Regions from separate parts of the Mus musculus genome. Here region 2 is linked to region 1. The links are chromatin contacts, called in public HiChIP or PLAC-seq maps. All regions are on one chromosome and are shown on one strand. The core of a region is the stretch at or near the end of the contact, and the rest is flanking DNA. Distances in the headings are between cores, read along the strand shown.

What was found. HiChIP or PLAC-seq counts read pairs in DNA pulled down with a chosen protein or histone mark.
Region 2: a contact with region 1 is called in an H3K4me3 HiChIP or PLAC-seq map of the SCID.adh cell line, with 13 read pairs. The contact joins the enhancer-like site here to the promoter of Gpr65 in region 1. A contact is called at or near these places in 2 of 39 promoter capture datasets (embryonic stem cells and trophoblast stem cells), 3 of 484 Hi-C or Micro-C datasets (bone marrow-derived macrophages, cerebellum and nephron progenitors), 2 of 115 datasets of contacts at active chromatin or transcription factors (CD8 T cells and the SCID.adh cell line) and 1 of 9 other capture datasets (pancreatic islet).

Annotation. Positions count from the first base shown.
Region 1 is chr12:98,266,959-98,270,452 of GRCm38.p6, forward strand. It overlaps Gpr65 (G-protein coupled receptor 65), which reads left to right and starts at 1,677. Exons shown (of 2, transcript NM_008152.3): 1 at 1,677-1,756.
Region 2 is chr12:98,407,890-98,411,383 of GRCm38.p6, forward strand. No RefSeq gene overlaps it. Among named protein-coding and RNA genes, the nearest start is that of Gm40893, 110 kb to the right of the region's middle. Within about 2 kb of position 1,877, at least 6 of the 459 cell types and tissues checked have an H3K27ac peak or open chromatin away from gene starts, as enhancers often do. A contact at or near this core is called in the SCID.adh cell line, where this site is marked.

The DNA of each region.
Region 1 (3,494 bases), core at 427-2,926:
TTTTTATCATTCTTTTTTTTCGTTACTGCTTGTTTGTTTGTTTCTTTGCTTGCTTGCTTGCTTGCTTGCTTGCTTGTTTTTGAGCCAGAGTGTACTCTATCTATCCTGGAACTCACTGGATAGACCAGGCTAGCCTTGAACTCAGAGATCCATCTGCCCCTGCCTCCCAGATGCTGGGATTAAAGATGTGTGCCACCACAGCCGGCATATTTTTATGATTCATAAAGATATACTAAGGAATTTTCAAAAGCCTTTACATTCCTCTTCTATACCACAGTTAACTGCGGGAAGAAATGTCTCAAGTATATCATAAGAGCACTTTTTTTTTCCATCTACAAACACAGACTTGGCATATCCTGAGTAGAGCCTAAAATTAAGTTAGAATTTTCCACTCTCAATTGATTTCGTACTTATAAAATAATATCCTAGCCTTAATTTCTAATCAAAGTTTATTGGAATACAGTTTAAAAATTATGTCTAACTTTTCTCAAAAGTGGGATGTTCTAGAAACTAATTTCACTTTGATTTAACTACTTATAGTTTTACTTTGTTAAAGTACTGCATTAGCGTTTTAAAATAATAATCTATAGCACTCATAAACACATTTTCACATTGCATGATTATCTATTTGTCTGGTCCAGTCCCATCAGCTGCTTTTAGGAATCACTGTTTTCTATTCCCAGAGGATTACTAGAAGAGAAAGTGATTCTGTAATCAAATACTATACATCCAATCGTATTAGTTCCCCAGAAGAACAGAAAAAAGTTCTCCCAAAGTTGGCTCTCTTGACCTACTCACATCCCCGCCTAGTTTTGCTGTTAAACCACAGTAATCACCAATCCCATTCTGCCTCTTCTGCTTTATTCTTCATGAACCAGCTCACCCCACAGTGGTCCACAGTAGCCTCTCCATCCTCACACCCAGATTACTCATCCTGTCTCATTCATGAGCATCTAGAACCGTCTACCTCTGCTTCTGGGGCATCCAGGGTGTCAGCGAATATAGCCCTCTCTTACATGGGGCTATGCTCATTTCCACGGAATAGTCAGGACCTGTGTAGATGCCTGCACAGTCAATCTAACGGCAGATGCAGGAACAGGATGAAGATGATGTAAAGGATTGAATGGTTGCAATGTTAAGAACAGCATCAAATTCAGAGGGTGTAGAGATGAAAATCTGGGGAAGAGTGCTTGCTGCACAGTATGAGGACCTGGGCTGAGATCCTAGTGCTCAAGTTAAAAGCTATGCATAACTAATGCGGATGCTGAGAGCCCCAACACAGTGGACAAGCTGAGACAGGAAGATCACTGGAGCTTGCTAGCCACCAGTCCAGTTCCAGGATCAGTAAGAGGCCCTGTGCAGAGGCATAAGGCAGAGAAAGGCAAACAGGACAGGTTCCTGGTTTCCAAAAGAGTGCATACTGGTGACACAGCTGCATACACATGTGTGCATACATCAGACACATACATATGCATGAAATAGGCATACATATAAGTATTCATTTATAATTAAGATACAAAAAGAATGGGTTATGAAAATCACATGACAGTAAATGACCCAAACATCGCTTAAAAGTACAGAAGGATCCTTGAACTCAGACAAAGTAAGCCTTCTCATTAAAAGGCTGCTTCCTCATTGGCTTATGACAAAATACGAGCGCAATTTCCTGTCCCCACAACACTGCTGGTTTCTCTTCTTGATACAAGCAGATTTGCCAGCCTCCTCAGTCAAGAGAAGCATCCCTCCAGAAACAGGGGTGAGTATGAGATTAAAACCTAGAACAAGATTTCAAAGTAGATAGTATACTTTTTAGCATAATGATCAACAATGTAACATTTCCTCTGGTTTGGGCTTTGTGAGTGTAACAAGATCAAGTTTTGTGAGAGAGATGCAAATGAGGAAGACACATGGTTTCTTCTACTTTGAGCAGTGGTATGGGGATGTCAGAACTCAAACTTAGAACTGGTTAGGTGATGATATAGGTATAACAAAGGGGACCATGTGTGCTCAGCGCTCTCCTCGGGATGCAGTGTGTTGGCAAACTGATGGTTTAGAAAGAATCTCTACCATCCTGGACAGGAAAGCTACCTGCTATTATCTCCCCACCAGTGCACGAGTCTAGGAATAGCTTTTACATTCATCGGAAATCATGTGAGGTTAGAAAATTGTGTTTCCAGCATCATTAAGCATCCGTTGTAACTAATTGTTAACAAATAACTGTCATAGTACCGGAGACATGTGGAGACCTGATAGGCAGCAAGCATGCTTTAGGTGAAAGTGTTTCTGTAATGCTGTATGCAAGCAATTTGCTTTTAGCTATCGTCATCAATTATTCATATTACTTTTAGAGCTACACCATAGATTGTCTTTTTCGCGCTTCGTAAAATTGAAACTTAGATCATTTGTATTTTGAGGGAGGGTGGCAAAAATTCTCAAAATTTCACTAAAGCATCCTAAATAATATTTGGAAAGATACGGGAATAATATGTTCTGTATATCCTTTTTTTAGATGCATTTTTCATTGACTTAACTAGAGCTATCTGCAATGCTGGCTTGGCATCACAGGTACAAGATCCCTAGGCTAGCCTGTGATGTGCTTGCCGGACAGTCAAGGATGACTTCCTTTTAGGAAATCTGTGGGGCAGCGGAAGGAAAAGCAGTACACTGCAGACGCTAACATATGGTGAAGGCTTTGCCTGTGCTCCCCTCTTGGCCCCACAGGGCATCTCATTTAATTCTCACAGCAACCCCATGGCCTGAGCACTAACTTACAGGAGAGGAAACAAACTTAGAAAAACCACAGATTCTTCCCCCCCTCCCGCCCCCCTAAGAACTTTGAGAACCTTTCCAAAAGCAACCACAAGCACATACTGCTGCCCCTGTTACTCAACAGACACGATGCTATCTGCTTCATCAAGCTCCCCTGGCTGGTTGGTGGCTGGCTGCTCTCAGCAAGGCAGGAAGTACTTTTATAGCTAAAACAGGAATTTATCCTGTTGAGAACTCTAAAACCTCACTAAAATAATTTTCTCTGTCTTTGCTTTTGTAGAAACAAACATGTACTCGCTTAGTAACACACCACTGCCTGCCCTTCCATTCTTAGTCCTATCTCAAGAGAGGAGACCTTTATAGCCTAGGTGTTTTCCCCTAGGGTGTATAAGTCTACCCAGTGGTGTGATGCTGACATTCATCAGAGCCCCCTCCTTAGCAGCTTATGCAGGTCCTTCCCTTCTTGTGGTTCAGATCATAGAGTTTCATTTTCTGTCTTCACCAAGAACCTTTAAAGGTTTCTTCAAGAACCGAGAAGGTTTTTCTGAGTGGTAGTTACCAGTAAATGCTAGGTTTTGCTCTGTTGATGAAATACGATTATAGGATGACAGCCATTATCTTGGAATACAGAAATGTGAACAGTCTGTCATCTGGTTTCAGTGCTTGCCATTGATCAGCCCTCTGTCAGTCTGAAACGTGTCCTTCGTACATAATCCATCTTTCTT
Region 2 (3,494 bases), core at 627-3,126, 140 kb after region 1:
AGGTTTGAAAAACCTGTTGCTTAACATTTAAAGAGCACACGTAAAGTTGTATCCAAAGAGGGCATAGTTTGCTGAGGCAATCAGTGTTATGAAAAAGAAGGCAACTATTTTATACTAGCTAAGCAAGAAGGGTAGTAATACAAAAAATCTCAAGATTGGCAAGACTCTCCCTATCACCTGTCCAACGAGAGGAAAAGTGTAAACTTAGTCAAAAGACTTTAAGGAGAAAGGCCTAAGGCTATTCACACAGGACATCTTAGGGGAACTGTTTGGTCCAGACTAATGTTCTTAGCTATTCTGCTGGTGGCAGACCATGGCATTGTACATGGGACAGTTTTAGAGACATACAGAAGCAAGAGTTAAATGAGATCATGAAAACTTCCACCAAGATCTCAAAGAAGTGCAGACAGGGGGGGGGCAGGGGGAGAGCGAGCAAGATGCTGGGGCAGGCAGTGCATGGCAAGACCAGTCCCTGAAAGGGTAATACAGGAAACTGTGAGAGTAGAGACAGTGTCACCTGACACCCCAAGAAGTTAGCAATGCCAGAGAGATGGGATACCTGCCAAGGGAGGGTATAGGAAATAGAGGCAGACAGACTATAAGAGAGACTATGTATGTGGGCTCTGATATATTGTCAGTGCTATAACTTTTTGTGGCTTTGGTTTACTCTTATGGCAGTTTTTAGACCACTCGTCCTTTAGGAATCGCTTATGGGGAGAGGAAATGCTAAGTACTCGCCTTTGGAAGAGAATATCACAGTACTAAGAAGATGGTCAATTCTAAACCTAGCTAATGGAGAAGCGTTAGAGGAGGTTTGTTCCAACTACTCCAGGTCCCAGGCCTGTCTCCTACTGTACCTCTATTGAAGCCTTTATAATATTTTAATGCGGCACAGAAATTACAAGAGAAACTCGTTTTGTCCTGGAAACATACAACCTTCGAAATAAGAACATGGTGTGCCAACTGCCCAAGGTTAATTCCCTTTCCCGTTAGGGATTTCTCCTAATCAGACTACTATGCCTTTATCCCTGGAGGTGCAAATAAATGTTTAACTTAGCGGATAAAACGATCAAAAAGCAAACTTCCTTTATCGCCCTCCTGAAACATCATATTCATCTGAGGAGAGGAACTTCCTGTGAAGAGACGGTTTGAAGTCCTCTAAGTCACTCAGTAGTCACCGCTAAACAGTCTAATCTTTAACCAATGAGAGATCTTAATCTTTTTCCAGCAATCCTGTCACCAGCACTAGAGCTTCGATTGGAGGCACTGTCCTCAGAACTCTCTGGTTTCATTCTGCCACGATGCTTGCACCTAAATTTTCTTCTTAGGAGAGAAAGCTAGTCAAAATGCCAATTCTTTTCTTAACTCATTTGACCTTCTAAGAGGCAGAGAAGAAGTACAATCGTAGACTCCTGCGATGTCCTGGAAACTTAAAAGTTGCTAAAAACTGGAAAAGGTGTAGTTATCAGTCTAATTACACAATCAAAGGAGAGATCAGACAGAGGTTTTCTAGGCAAATACAAGGTTGTATAAAGCCAAACTCATGGAAGCAGCCTGCATTTCACTTTGGCTTCAGGGAATATGGAGGGGTAAACTCAAAAAGGTTCATCTCCTCATGGCATTTTGAGACTTTGAGAAAAACAAATGTGTCAACAAATAGTGATCGTGACAGAAAGTCCATTCTTTGAAAAGCAAAATCAAGAATAATGGGGGGGGGGATGCTCTGAGAAAGTTTCACATTCATCCATACCGCCTCTGCTCCACTCAAAGGAAAATTAAAGACATAGAAAGCCTCACAAACGTAAGCAGGTCCTTTCAACAAAAGCAAGCAAGGGTGACATCCCCAGTGGATAAAGCAGTAGTTCACATTTGTGAAGCATAAGAGCTCCCCCACAAAAAGACCAGGAGCAAGAGGGAACAGCAAGAACACAGAAGGCTGGCTCCTCAGGCTGGCATGAGGCATTTTTTTTTTTTCAAATCCAAGTTAGACTTTTATACTATAATTAAATTTTATAAGTTTCACATCTTGTGTCACCAAGCTAAATTGAACCAATATTTAATATTGAAATACCACATAATATGCTATATAATTTGAACACATAGCTTATAAATAGTATTTAGAGTTGGACTTTGAACAAAAGCATCCTTCGAGGGCTTACTAATCACCCTCCTTCAGGTAGTAAGTGGGTAATTGTTGAATATAATACATACACCTGTTTGATAGTTATATACACATTCAGATGACATATTTCCAATTTTATTTGCTATATTGAATTTTAAAACAGAAATACTGAAAAATGTAGATAATTATCACTAATAATAATACTTCCTGAACAAATAATTATTAAGGATAACTTTTTGATTATACAAAGACCATACTTAATCCCAAGAACACTATCATGAAACTGAAACTTTCCTTTAGTTGGGAATATAGAAATAAGGCTTAAATTATCTGGGTATCAATTACAATGCTGAAGTCCAAGACTATGACTCACTAAGATCAATAACCCAAGAAATGCCTAATTTTTAAAATAATTCATACTAGAACTATTGAATAAATAATAACTATGCACCCAAAGTAAACTAGTTAATAATAACAATAATAGTATCAAAAGATGGCCTAGTCGGCCATCACTGGAAAGAGAGGCCCATTGGACACGCAGACTTTGTGTGCCCCGGTACAGGGGAACGCCAGGACCAAAGGGGGGGAGTGGGTGGGTAGGGGAGTGGGGGTGGGTGGGTAAGGGGGACTTTTGGTATAGCATTGGAAATGTAAATGAGCTAAATACCTAATAAAAAATGGAAAAAAAAAATTTCTACCAGCATTTTTTTTTTTAAAGCATCTGGGATATGCTAGAAACTCTTAAAGGAGAACGAGCCACCCATGAATGCAGAAATAGATCTGTCCCTATTGAGTCTGCCTGTTCTGTGACCTTCAGGAAATAAGGGGTCTGTTTTGCCACTGACTTAATCTGAAAGAGTTGTCAGAAAAGAGACCAGCAGGGAGGGATTTGATGTATGCTCAAACCAAAGTTTTGATATGGTAGCTTTCAAACTAACATCTGCATAGTTTAAATGATGTCTATGTTAGCATATCATTCATCTACCTGTTCTTCAAGGCAGGCCATGTGGGTTCAAAGAAATCCACTAAGGTAACACTTGTCTCAGTATGTTTGAGCAGTGGGGCAAAAGACCTGCCCTGGCCCCTCAGATATACCATCACAGAACCTAAAGGCAGAGGAGTCAGTGAGTACCTCTAAGACTGGAAGAATGGACCAGAGGAATAGAGCACACTCTTGTTGACTGTTATCTGCATGCATGCAGAGAAACCAGAGTGATGGCAAGTTCCCAGGAATGGTCCCTCTCATTCAGAAAGGCTATTAGCTAAGAAATGGCGGGGGGCTTGAGAAGAGAGAGGAATCCAAGTGTTCTGCCTGCAGAGAGGGTTTCCAGAAGAAGCTTGTATATAGCAGTGCAGAATCCCAACTGAGAGA